3 separate regions of the Sus scrofa genome follow, and all the other regions are linked to region 2. A link is a contact called in public HiChIP or PLAC-seq data. All regions are on one chromosome and are shown on one strand. The core of a region is the stretch at or near the end of the contact, and the rest is flanking DNA. Distances in the headings are between cores, read along the strand shown.

What was found. HiChIP or PLAC-seq counts read pairs in DNA pulled down with a chosen protein or histone mark.
Region 1: a contact with region 2 is called in an H3K27ac HiChIP or PLAC-seq map of skeletal muscle. The contact joins two enhancer-like sites. A contact is called at or near these places in 2 of 47 Hi-C or Micro-C datasets (heart right ventricle and psoas muscle) and 1 of 2 datasets of contacts at active chromatin or transcription factors (skeletal muscle).
Region 3: an H3K27ac HiChIP or PLAC-seq map of skeletal muscle shows a contact between it and region 2. The contact joins two enhancer-like sites. A contact is called at or near these places in 2 of 47 Hi-C or Micro-C datasets (embryonic fibroblasts and skeletal muscle) and 1 of 2 datasets of contacts at active chromatin or transcription factors (skeletal muscle).

Annotation. Positions count from the first base shown.
Region 1 is chr9:125,721,566-125,726,371 of Sscrofa11.1, reverse strand. All of the region lies in intron 2 of C9H1orf21, which reads right to left. Among named protein-coding and RNA genes, the nearest start is that of C9H1orf21, 110 kb to the right of the region's middle. Within about 2 kb of position 1,796, at least 5 of the 83 cell types and tissues checked have an H3K27ac peak or open chromatin away from gene starts, as enhancers often do. A contact at or near this core is called in skeletal muscle, where this site is marked.
Region 2 is chr9:125,514,017-125,518,426 of Sscrofa11.1, reverse strand. No RefSeq gene overlaps it. Among named protein-coding and RNA genes, the nearest start is that of C9H1orf21, 97 kb to the left of the region's middle. Within about 2 kb of position 2,601, at least 3 of the 83 cell types and tissues checked have an H3K27ac peak or open chromatin away from gene starts, as enhancers often do. A contact at or near this core is called in skeletal muscle, where this site is marked.
Region 3 is chr9:125,354,567-125,358,902 of Sscrofa11.1, reverse strand. All of the region lies in intron 7 of TSEN15 (tRNA-splicing endonuclease subunit Sen15), which reads right to left. Among named protein-coding and RNA genes, the nearest start is that of TSEN15, 56 kb to the right of the region's middle. Within about 2 kb of position 1,927, at least 4 of the 83 cell types and tissues checked have an H3K27ac peak or open chromatin away from gene starts, as enhancers often do. A contact at or near this core is called in skeletal muscle, where this site is marked.

The sequences.
Region 1 (4,806 bases), core at 547-3,046, 210 kb before region 2:
TCTTTAACATACGCAATGACATCATACATCGCTTACATGGAGAATTTTTAAACTGTTACCAACGAACTTATTAGCAAAATAGAGAAAGACTAACAGACATGGGGGGAGGGATAAATTAGGACTCTGGGATTAAAAGATAACATACTGCTGGAGTTCCCGTCGTGGTGCAGTGGTTAACGAATCCGACGAGGAACCATGAGGTTGTGGGTTCGGTCCCTGCCCTTGCTCAGTGGGTTAAGGATCCGGCGTTGCCGTGAGCTGTGGTGTAGGTTGCAGACGCGGCTCGGATCCCGCGTTGCTGTGGCTCTGGCGTAGGCGGTGGCTGCAGCTCCGATTAGACCCCTAGCCTGGGAACCTCCACATGACAAGGGTGCGCCCTAAAAAAAAAAAAAAGAGCAAAAAACAAAACAAAATGAAGCAGACTAAGCATCTGTCCTCTGGACTGTCATCGATCCTCTCCTCTGGACAGACCTCCACCATCTGAATCCCAGGCTTTCCGCCTGGCTCTCAGAGAGGGCGCCACAAAGGTGGAACTTGCTCGGAGCAGCAGAGGCGGAGGAAGAACACGAGGAGAAGACCAGCCACGAGCCAGAGAGAGAGGCCAGTATGGCACGAGGGTGAGGGGAGCCACAAGGAGTCTCACGGGGGCAGGTGGAATCTTGGTCTGCAGTCCGCTGCGGGGGCAGTTGCTTGAGACACGGCGCCTGCCAGAACCTGTTTCTTGCCTCCCCTGACAGGTACACCCTCCACTGGGGACCTGGGGACGGGAAGGTACTGGAGCACGCGGACCAGGGAGGGCTTGCGATGGATCCTGGGAGCAGAGGGAATGCCGCCCAACCTGACCCAGCTCCTTCCTCTCTGGCGGGACAGCGGTGAATCACAAGACACAGAGCCCCAGCTCAAAGGGCCGTTCTCCTCCGGACCTGGCTTGATGCCCTGGCGGCTGTGTGCTGTGGAGGCAGGGGATTGACCTCTCTGAGGGAAGTGAGTGCGCTGCGATGCATGTGCACAGGTGCTATGGCCTCTTAGCGTTCTTAGGGTCATGTCCTCCTCTTCGAAGAGGACCAGGGAAGAAGCAGCCACACGGCAAGGATGAGACGGTGGGAAAGCTGCCCTCTCCACAGCACCTTTAATAATTAAGACTAGACCTGCAGGCCCCATTCCCGAATCACTCAATCATTTCAGAGGCTGGACAGCACATCTCCTTCATCCATTTGAGGCTCATCATTCAGTGACCAGGGAACTATTAACCAGTCATGAAGGGCCCCCGGAACATTCATCTCTGACAAGCTCTGACACAAGATATATAACCAGATCCAAATACAGCCCAGATTCCTTTAGGAATGCATATGCATACTAAGGCTTTCCTCTGGAGAGAGGGTTTAATTTTTTTTTTTTTTTTTTTTGGCTATGCTCACAGCAGGCAGAAGTTCTTGGGCCAGGAATAGCACCTGGCCCCACTGCAGTGACCTGAGCCACAGCAGTGACAACTCTGGATCCTTAACCTGCTGGGCCACCAGGGAAGTCCCGTAATTGTTATATCATACAGATATAATTCCTAAACAAGAAAGAGAATGCATGGCAAGCCGCTCCCAGGGCAGGCGGGCGGGCAGGCGGGCACGCATGGAGGTACTGACAGCAATTTATCCAGTTTCTCAAGAGCCTGCTCTGACTCTTGCAGTTCTGGTTCTGCACTAACCACAGAAAGGCTGGAGGCCAGCTAAGGCCTCTCTGCTATTTTTGCTGGGGCTCCTGTTATCCTTGATAACCCTTCCAGAGAAAAGCCTGCCCAGTCACCTGTCCTCTCCCCTGCCTGGATTTAATCCTCAGGTCAGTCGCGCGAGGCTGGTATTATAACGCCCTTTCTACAGTTGCAGAGATTAGTCCTTGATTGGCTGGTCAAGTGGCAGTGCTGGTTCTAACCCAGATTGGTCTAAATCCAGGGCCAGGCTCCTAACCACTAAACCGCAGAGCACAGAAAATAATTACTTTGGGAAATGATACAGGCATAAAGTACGAATGGATTCAGAAAGGATCTGGACACATTTGCAAATCATAGTGACAGAAACAGAAGTTAGAAGGACATTTCACATTCACAGGCACCATCAGGGAAACTGACAGACCCTCCCTTGGCAGGTGTCTGGGGTCTCTGTCAATGGAAGCTCTTCTCCTTGTGCTCCTTCAATTAGGAATTAATATACCAGCCAGAGCAGGGGTTGTGAAGCTTTTCATTACAATGGCAGTTTCACTGTAATGTAACTTTTCATTACAACTACATCTAGTGAAAGAAAACTGAAGTTCTTCTGCAATGCAAATACCGCAATGTCTTTACAAAAACTTGTTGTTTGAAAGATAACTACATTTAAAGGCATCAGTTGTACACTACAACTCTGATCTATGATCTTAGTAACATTAAGACAAGCAATACATCAAGGATCTCTTCCTTCGCTTGAGTAAGGAGGAGAAGGAGGAAGCGCTATTGTTTACAGAGCCCTTTAAAAGTTCCAGATCTAGTTTGGAAAAGTGGTTAACCCCTAACCCATTTCATACTCACAGTGTCTCTATGAAAGGGAACTATCAATGTCTCCATCATAAGGAAACACTGACTCACCTAGCTGTACCACCTGGCCAGGCCAGGCCTTGAACCCAGGCAGTCTGGCTCAGACCACAGGCTTTTAATCGACTTTCCCCAAACCGTATAGTCAAATGAATTTCTAATAAAAATGAAGATTCTTCTTCCATTACAGAACTATTACAACATGTTATCATAATATGTATCCTCTCTCTGAATGGAAGTCACCTTGAGATAAACCTCTTCAGGTCAAGCATTAAAAAATGCATTATGATAAAATAAGATCTAGAATAAATGCAAACAGTAATTTCCTTTTTAGGGTAAACCCTATGGCAATGACAGCAATTACAAACAGATACTAACAGAGTGGCTTACATGCCTGCCATTGTACACAAAGTTGATAAAATTCCACTGTCATTAAGAGGGCTTGAAATGAGAGTTGCTTTTCTAGGATAGACCATAAATTCCTGCTGATTCATTTATAGAGTCAGTCCTTCACTACCGTCCAAGATTAATGGTCATGAATTTGCAAGGTGGCTGGTCAGGATTTGGAAATTCTATGACCGTTCCAGAAACCCTTCCCCATTTAGTATGGCTGCTCCAGATATTGAACAATTGGCCAATGGCGTGTGCGCGCGTGGGTATGTGTGTGTGTTAAGGAAGAAGCACATCTTATTATCCATCTGATTTAATTCCTTGAACTGGGTACTGACTTAAGCGGATTTCTGTTAAGGAAAAGATTCTCAGATAGCAGGACAGAGTCAAGTATTAGCACTCAAGCAGCCCAGTCTCCCTCCCCCCCTCAAGGCACCTCTCCGGTGGCCAGAGGCTGGGGTTCTTTTGTGATGCAGCCTGGTGATGGAGTGAGGAGGTTATCAGGAAGTGGCAGCAGTCTGGATTAACATGGGAAAGAGGAGAACTAATGAGAAGAACTGGGCTAGAGGGGAAGGTTTTGCAGGAAATTAGAGAGAGAGGATATTTATGAGATCGTCTACAGAAAAGCAGACAAAAAGTCACCAGAGCGGCAGAGAGCTAGAAATTCGGGGGGGGGGGGGGTAGAACCATGACGCAGGTTCATGAGATGCCTCCTTGGGATTCTTAGTGGTTATTCGGTTAAAGTCGAAACTGCTTTTCTGTGATCTTTGGTGATTCTTTTAAGGTGCCTCTGGACTGAAGCTGGCTACTGGTTCTACGACCATCAGAAATAACTCAGCCGCAGCAAAATCATTACCAAGAATAGAAGACAGTGGATAGTCGTTTTCAGTTGATGTGATTCTAAAGGCTATATGCACTGCCCCTGAGCATTTAAAGGGGAAAAACACAGCGCAAGTACAATGCGTGCTGAAGAAGAGCACGGCCTCCCTCCTCCTGAAGCGCGTCCGCAGCGTGGCCGGCAGCGCAGCTCTCCTGCAGGAAGGTCCCGGGAGGCCGAGAGCCAGCGGCTTCCTGCGCGAGGGCAGCGCGGGCCCGCTGGCTCCTCTTGACAAGGCTGGGCCTCTTCTCACAAGCGCCTCCTTCACAGCAAACAAAAGATCCTTTCCAGTTGTCAGGAATCACCAAGGTACCTTCCCGCCAGAGACCCAAGTGCGTTCCTCCAGCGCGGAGGCGGAGGCGGAGACCAGCTCTGGAGGAATCCCGGGTCGGGTGTGGGGAAGTGGGGAAGTGGGGGGGGAGGTGGGGGAGTCGGGGGAGGGGGGTGGGGGAAGGGCGCAGGGCTGGGAGCTGAACAGCCCGTAAACGACACACCATCCTCCAAGACCTGGGCTCCTGAATGAGCCTATGTCCCCAACACATGCTGCTCAATGTGTCTGTTTTTCTGATTTCTCTTTGGGAGGAGAGGGGGTGAAGCCTCATTGGTAAGAGCGTCAGAGGGGTTCCATTAAATCCAAACCCACTAAACTGTGGGGTCCAGCAACGGTGATGGGGGCTGTGCAGGAAGTCTGAAGACACAGAGCTGAGGGGAAGGGGGTCCCCATGGATGCCCCCCACCCCACCACAGGTGAGCTATTTAAATGTGGATTAGGAGAGCCCGAGTTCTCCAGGGCCCATCTGGCTTCCTCAAGAGGAAGGTAGAGAAGCAAAAAGGAAGGAACTGCCACAGCGCCTCACACCTGTCAGAATGGCTATCGTCAAAAAGACAACGCATACGAAATGTTGGCCAGGAGGTGGAGAAAAGGGAGCCCTCCTGCATGGTTGGTGGGATTGTACATGGATACAGTCACTGAGGAAAACAG
Region 2 (4,410 bases), core at 1,352-3,851:
AAGTGGAATCAAAGACGGGGGCTCTGAAATTTGCCATAAAGAGTGAGAAAGCTTGCTATTCATCTCTTTTGCAATTGATCTTGAACTATTTAATGATGCATATACAGACAAGGTGAAAACACCCGGCCGTGAGAATACAAATACAAGCCCTTTGACAGATGAGGTAGGGCAGGAAAACGGTAGATGGAAATGAAATTCTGTAAATCTATACTACAGCCAGGAGCCCCTATGGATACGAAATATCCATTTCATGCTACCGCCATTCTAAGTTCTGAATTAATTACCCTCATAGTGTCTGAGCATCTCCTCAGCTAAACTTTTCACGGGCAAGATCAAGAATTGCCCATCAGTTCTCAAAAACAAAAACAAAAACAAAAAAAAACAAAAACCCTCCTGAGCTCCTACTACGGCAAAATCACATTGGTTGGGAGAAACAGCAATTGTGTAAGTGGCGATCAAAACTGGTCTGCAATTGTTTTTTTTTTTTTTTTTTTTTTTTAAGACAACTCACTGAGGGCAGATGGTTCTCTGGTACATCAGATAATTGAAGCTAATGAAAGGGTGCTGTGTAAAAGCGTGCTTGTCATCGGCACAAGAAACACAGCTTCTCTAGAAGAAGGGGATTCTTTCGGGTGTGTTATGTATGTTAGGGACAGGATAGTGTAAACTGCAGTTTTTCTATTCCTCTGTGATTCCTCTGATGTTTCATGTGTTTTAAGTTCATTTGCCACTGGAAGCATATAGTGGTTCGTGGCCCAGTCTACAGGGTAAGGAAATTGCTCCTGGAATGCAAGAGATCCTGATTTAATTCATCTCACATGAGTCCTGGGCATCCGTTTTTGTTTGTTTGTTTTGTATTTTCTAAGGCCACTCCTGTGGCATATAGAGGTTCCCAGGCTAGGGGTCAAATTGGAGCTGTAGCTGCTGGCCTGCGCCAGAGACACAGCAACACCGGATTCGAGCCACGTCTGCAACCTACACCACAGCCAGATCCTTAACCCACTGAGCAAGGCCAGGGATCCAACCTGCAACCTCATGGTTCCCAGTCGGATTGGTTAACCACTGAGCCACGACAGGAACTCAGGCATCAGTATTTTAAAAACTCCCCAGTTGATTGCAAAGTTCAGCCTTGGTTGAGAACCAGTTCTGATGGAGAGCACTGCCAGACGGTGGACACTGGGCCCTGGGGTATTCACCCCAACCAGCCTGGCCATAATCCTAGGTTCCCCACCGCATGCAACATGACCCTGTGCCTCTGGGTCAGGCTGAGTCACTCACGCCTCAGGCAGTGATGACTGGGGACCCCAGGCTCTAGAATTGTGTTTTCCAACTACTGACTCAGATCATTCCACAATCTCCTGCTCTCCCAATCTGAGGCTCCTGTGGAGAGGAAGAGGAGGAAGCAGAGAATGGGGATAGAATTCTGAGCCTCGTACCAAAACGGACAAGTCACCCTCTTGGGAGACATGCTGACTGCACCTAACAGGTAGGCTCTGACTAAGGGAGCATCATTAAAGGATGGGGTGGGGGGCTGGGGGCCTTTCCTGTAGGTGCCTCTTCCCTCCCATTTTTACATTGGACTTTGTGCCCCAAGGTGACTTGAGGTCAGTGCCTTTAGGCAGAGATTACTGGCATCTCTTTGGGAAGAGATAAAATCTCACTTGACCCAAGCGGAGGAAACCAGAAGCTCTCATGGCAGCACAGATGGGGCAAGGGGAAAGGGCTCCATGAGAGAGAGTTGGCTTATAATTTCTAAAGACATGAGAACTAAAAGGTCATTTTTTTTCCCCTCTCTTTATGCCTGCACCTGTGGCATTTGCATGTTCCTAAGACCAGGGGTTGAAGTGGAGCAACAGCTGCTACCCTACACCGCAGCCATGGCAATGCGGGGTCCAAGCTGTGTCTGGGACATATGCTGCAGCTTGCAGCAATGCTAGATTCTTTAACTCACTGAGTGAGGTCAGGGATCGAATCCACATCGTCATGGATGCTAGTCAGGTTCTTAACCCACTGAGGCACAATGGAACTCCAAAGGTCATTGTAAACAAAACTTTCCAACAAAGGTTAGCTCCATTTATTTTTCTGAATTCTGCTCTGTTTGGGAAAAGCTCTCTAATGCATCGCTTTTGCTTCCACAAAAAGATTAATCTACAGTTTCAGCCTTTGTTCTCTTATTCTGTCTCCAGGAAGGAAGACATATTTGTAAAAAAGAGGCATGTAATGAAAATAAACAATAAAGTTCCTGCCTAGTTCTCACTGCTTCTGGACTATAAAAGGGCTGGGAAACCTGGGGGGTCCTGAGGGCTCAGCCAGGCCACTGTCCTTGTTTTACAGAGGAGGAAACAGAGCGTCTTAGAGCTGAAGTGACTTGTCTAAAGTCACACAGCCAGTTGGTGCCAGATCTGTCTCCATTAACCTTTCTGGTAGGTATTCTTTTCCAGCCCTTCAAGTATCTTGACAAATGTCCTCTGAAGCCTGTCCAAATTCGGCTGCCCTTTCTCAACCGAAGCTCCTGAAATTAAACACATGACCCCAGCAGGGTCTGATGTTATCAGAGCATAAATAGAAGAGTGCTCTAGTGTCCGTACATTCTAGGTACCCATTCCAGCTCCACGCTGGCTCCAGGGGGGTTATTTCAGCCGATGACCTCTGGTCTATTTCAGTCATGCTGGAACATAGTTTCCTGTCTCATGTGTCTCAGGTCTGGTTTTCCTCCCCAAGGGTAGTGATGCTCTTATTGAGTTCACGCTGCAAAGGGTAAAACCTCGGGTTCAAACCATCTTTCTTTTTGGAAACACAAAGCACCTTTCAAGAACATGAGCTTTGGCATTCCCATCATGGCACAGTGGGAACGAATCTGACTAGGAACCATGAGGTTGCAGGTTCGATCCCTGGCCTCGCTCAGTGCGTTAAGGATCCGACGTTGCCGTGAGCTGGGGTGTAGATCGCAGATGAGGCTCGGATCCCACATTGTTGTGGCTGTGGTGTAGGCCAGCAGCTACAGTTCTGATTGGACCCCTAGCCTGAGAACCTCCATATGCTATGGGTGTGGCCCTAAAAGGAAAAAAACAAAACAAAACAAAACACCACCCTCCCAGATGCTTCTGGAGGGGAGGGGAGAGGAGGCTACCAAATTCCAAGTTTGTGGAAAGACAGATTAAAGTCTAACGTTTAATTGATTTAGCCTGAATCACCTCTGAAGACAGATGAAAATTATTCTGGAAGGCAGAGAGGTGACTTTATCTGTAGTCAACACTGAGCCAGTTAGCTCAGACTTAGGGTGCCCTTCCCCACCTGGCCCACAATTACCAGCAAATGCCTCCTTCTTTTTTTTCTTTTTGGCCACATCCAAAGTCTGTGGAAGTTCCTGGACCAGGGATTGAGCCCAGGGCACAGCAGGGATCCAAGCCGCTGGAGTGACAATGCCAGATCCTTAACCCACTGCCCCACAAGAGAACTCTCAAAAGCCCCCTTCTTTCCTGCTGCAACCATTCTCCCATATTCATTGTTCACATGCTTTCAACTCCATGGCAGATAAGATACAAGACAAATTCAAGATGCTTAAGCCTTACTCTTGCAGGAGTTTTTAAGTCAGCAATTTGTTTTCTTTTGTGCTGCACCTGTGGCATATGGGATTCCCAGGCTAGGAGTCAAATGGAGCTGGCCTCCTGGCCTATGCCACAGCCACGGCAATGCCAAATCTGAGCCATATCTGTGACCTAAGCCACAGCCTGCAGCCATGCTGGATCCTTAACCTACTGAGGGAGGCCAGGGATGGAACCTGCATCCTCACAGACATTACATGGGGTCTTTAGCCCACCGAGCCACAGTGGGAACTCCGAAGTCAACAATTTTTAAATCATTGGAGGGTCTGTTTATTTTCTAAATCCTACCATGCCACATTCCTATAAGGCCTTTTCAGGTGGGGTTAGAGTAAGCTGCCACCTCACTGCGCTCGCTAAGCATTTTGTACCTGGTCACTGCCTAGATCCCATTGTCTTGTGCCTCCTTACTGTCTCACCTGCTCCTTTCCACTCCAGGCTCCAGGCTGGGCGCTCCAAAGCCTGCAGGACGTGCATATGGGGATGGACCATGCCTGCTTGTGCAATGGACAGCACCCCAAGAAAGCCCCATCTATAGGCCCTGCCCTCCCACCCTGAGTGCCTCAACTCTGCTTTCCTGGGTGCATCCAGGGAAACAGAAAAATCACTTCCCCTGTGTAGCTTTGGGATCTGCTGAGGATTCAGCTTCATCCTCGAGTCCATGAATTGACGGTCAAGCCTGGCAGGGAGTACCTGTCTCAGACATTTGGGGCTGATGTCTGTCCCCGCTGTCTCAGGTCAAAGGGATAAGCAACTGTAACCCGAGTGGAGCAGGGAGTAAGCAGGCATTGAGCTGACTCTGAGGACT
Region 3 (4,336 bases), core at 678-3,177, 160 kb after region 2:
AATGGACAGAGGCATGCAGCTGGACCACATGCAGGCCAGGCTCCCTCATCCACGCCATGTCATTGGCAGCCCCTGGGGGGAGCCTTACCAGCACCCCACTCTTCTTTCCTCTGCTTGGCCACAGGAGGAGGGTGGGGAGCCCCCATCAGAGCTGGTCTCCCTACAGAGATGTTTGGAAAGGGCATACCCAGCTGATGGGGTTTCCTAACTTCCCTGAGTGGAATCTTAATTGGGATTGGTTCTGCCAGGGCAAGTATAGGGCCCTGGACATAAGTCTGTTTAAACAGAATGCCTGGGATTTGGCGTCAGAAATGTCTTGTTTGAATTCTAGGTCTACCACATATGGACTATGTGGCTATTTATTGTCTCTGTGTCTTATTTTCCTTATCTATAAAATGGGATAATAATTCCTGCCTCAAAGAGTTGTTCCAACTATGACAATAATAGCCAATAAGGTTCCCAAGAAGCTTACATGAAGTTAACATAGCACAAAACAGCCTTATAAGGATGTGTCACAGGCCCCTTACTCAAAACATTTGAAGCCAGATGAGTTTAGAAATTCAGAATTAAAATTAAAGAACGATAACATGGGGAATTCCCGTCATGGCTCAGTGGTTAATGAATCTGACTAGGAACCATGAGGTTGTAGGTTCGATCCCTGGCCTGGCTCAGTGGGTTAAGGATGTGGCATTGCCGTGAGCTGTGGTATATGTTGCAGACGCGGCTCGGATCCTGCATTGCTGTGGCTTTGGCGTAGGCTGGCGGCTACAGCTCCGATTGGACCCCTAGCCTGGGAACCTCCATATGCTGTGGGAGCGGCCCAAGAAATGGCAAAAAGACAAAAAAGACAAAAAAAAAAAAAAAAGAAAGAAAGAAAGAAAGATAACATGGCATAGGTGCCGTATATTACAGAACCCCCCTCAGGGTCTTAAGGAGTGCCCTAGACTCAGTCATAATTTCTGCATCAAAAATAGGAAGATTTATACTAAGTGGGATAAAGCTCATGAAATGTTTCATTTTGGAATAGCAGGTAAAGAACTGTGACCCAGAGAAGTTAAGCAACTTGCTCATGATCACGCACCAGAATTTGAGCCCCCAAGAATTGGGCTAGGGCCCTTGTTCTAACCACTACACAGAACAACCTCCAGCAATGAAACCCTTTCTCCAAAGTGAATGGAGATAGTAAGAGACCTGGATCTGACTCATATGGCGAGAGCTGCTTTGTGTTTTTTGTTTGGCTGTGCCCGTGGCATATGAAAGTTCCCGGGCCAGGGGTCAAACCGAGCCACAGCAGTGACAATAATGGATCCTTAACCCGCTAGGGCACCAAGGAACTCTGAGAGCTGCTTTTTGTTAATATCTAAATAAATAAATAAATTTATTTTTATAATATCCCAGAAACAAAATTGAAAACATGGTTGCATTTGAAACACCAATGCTATAAAACACCACCCTACAAAAAAAATAATAGCTACCATTTCTTAAAAATTTACTGAATAATTTACATATATTCATCTCACTGAACCCCTACACAAGAGGCCTAAGAGATAGGTTTTATTAGTACCACCCATTTTAAAGATGAGATTAAAGAATTTACCCAAGGTCACTCTTCAATAGGGGTCTAGGCAGGAGATCCAATCTGGGGCTGCTGAAGCCTGTGTCCCTTCCACTGCACTGCCCTGCCTCCAAAGGACTGGAGAAGGCTGCCGACCATTGCTGTGTGGTTCACCCAAGGTCACAGGAGAGCCAGCCCAGAGCACCAACCCTGGCCTCGCTGCCTCAGAAGGCCTTACAGTGTTCGACTTCTCCTTTGGAAAGAGCCACAACTCAATATCATTTCTTTCCTGCTGCCCACTCTTGCCACTCTGAGAAAAGAACAGTACCTAGTGTTCACTAAAAGATGCAAGGGAATTGATTGGAAGGAAAATGTTATCTTCTGCCAATCCTGGCCACAGTGTTGTACCATTCTATATTTAGATAAGTGCTCTGTGCAGCCAAAGAGGCAATAAAAACAAGCTAAAAAGGTACTAGGCTCATGCCAGGAAACACTAAGAAGTAGCAAGTTCTTATTCTTTGCCCAAAGATGATTATTTGAAAAAAGGGAGAAAGACAATAAAAACAAGCAATCTCCCCGCAAACACACAGTGCTTTAAGGTCTGGGGCATCTCATACCCTCAGGGCAGGTGAGGAAGGAATGAGGATAGCAGGGTCCTCTCCCACCTTTACAGAAATGAGGCCCTAAGGAGGGAACCTGAGCAGGTGTCAGCCTGAACTCCTTTTGAAGTCAGGGAAGAATATGGACAGGGAAGTCATAGGCTGGCCGGAGGGACCCCCCCAGTGCATCAGGTATCAGCGGCAACTCCATAGACCAAACCTGAACTCTGGTATTTCAAAAAGGGAAAGATGAGTTTGAAAGATGATTTGAGGTTCATTCATTCATGGGTCTGTTGGCTTGATGGGTAACCAAGGTCCAAGCTCCCCAGTCCCCTTGAGAACCCCTTCTCTGGGCTCCTCCAGCAAGTTGGAATTCCTCCATTATTTATAGCAACAGATACTTCCATCATTAACTGTATTCCACTACAGTTATTTGCATGTGTTTTATCTTTTTCAATAAACTACACCCTCTTTGAGTGTAGAGAACAGCCCCTAGGTTTTTTATAACCTCTATAGAAGCTAGCATGGTATCTATTAAATTGAGATGTTTTAAATGTACCTCTTGCTCAAAGCCTTTTTTTCAGTTGTTATCTTCTACTGGTTGGAGCCAGGAAGTAGTAGTCTCTTCCAGTCCTGTGAAGCAGTAGAATTCTGGGCTCCATCTGGTCCCTTTCATCTCTGCTCTCACACAAACCAGTTCTTGCCTGAGCATATTTTGTCTTGCTAGACTTTGTTGAATGCAGTAAGTGATAACCAATCTCCCCCTTAGAGACAAAGGCTTGTCAGACACTTGGCCTGCCTTTTAAATTGTCAGTAGCAAAAGATCTACCAAATGCAGTGCCACCCCTTCCACAGGCCTATGCCTTCCCAGACTCCAGTATCAATGTCTGTGCCACCTACTGCCCAACTGCTGCATCAGTGCAACATATTTTAGGTTCTTCTGACATTATCCCCCACCTCAAAGGGCCCATTTCTAAATCCACTAGAGTAATCAACACTAGCTTCTATAATAAATAAACCCCAGAATTTCAGGGACCTACCACAGTATCAGTCTGTTTCTTCCTTACATTGTCTAACACAGGTGCTGCTGGGCTACAGACAGCTTTCTTCCAGGGGGTCATTTGAAGACCCCGAGCTCCATCTATCTTGCGGTCCTATCATCTCCTAGAGTCCCTGTCTTCTGATCCCAGCCAGTGGAAGAGGAGAGAGGTGGAGAAGGGACACCAGGAGTGACAAACAGCACTCACATTCCACTGTCTCTGTGCAATAAGAATGTGACAACAGCCTAACACCTGTTTCTGCCACTAGTGTCTAACAATAGCTAGAAAATATTATGCATCTTCATTTGCAAGATTTGTATACTTTATTTCATATAATATATACAGTAGCCTAAAAAGTAGGAATTATCAAAAAAAGTAGGAATTATCATTGCCACTTTAGAAATGAAAAAAAAAAAAAAACAAATATATGTATATCAATCTCTAAACCTCAGTGACCACACATACACACAACTGGGGTTCAGAGAGGATAAATAATTTGCTAAGTTCGCAGAGTAAGTGGCAGGTGAAGATGTGAACTCAAACTTGTACGATACTCAAGCCCCTTTCTCTTCTTCCATAAAGCAAGAAATACACAGATCTGTTTTGAGATTGGTGGGGGGGAAGTATTAGGGGCCATGACTCAAGTCGGATTTTTGAAAAATAAGTATCTCACAAGCCAGAGAGGTATTAAGACTGGAGAATGACATTCCTGCTTGAAGCAATGATATGTGCAAAGGCAGTGAGGCCTGAGTGAGCATGGTATGCCTAGGGAAGATTTATTTTAGAAATAATTAGGATGTTTAGAGAGTATTAAGATTTGCGGATTACCCAAATCATGTCCTAAACCTCAGCTCCCTTTCTCTGAAATGTCCCTGAGGGAGGTATATACCTACAGAACAATGGTAAAAGGAAAGCAAATTAAGTGTCCCATTCTCAGCTAAAGTTGGGCTCCCACCTCCAGTGCAGAGCCTTGGTGAGCTAGACTGGAGAACATAAGCAAGTCTGAAGCCCTAGACAGGGAATACCTTTTCTTGCGGTGAGTCCAAACCCAAGTTCAAGATTTCACCACACTTCACACACCACAAATGAAAAGAGAAAACCAAAGATATGAAAAGGTTTCATGATGCAAGATAAAAGCAAAA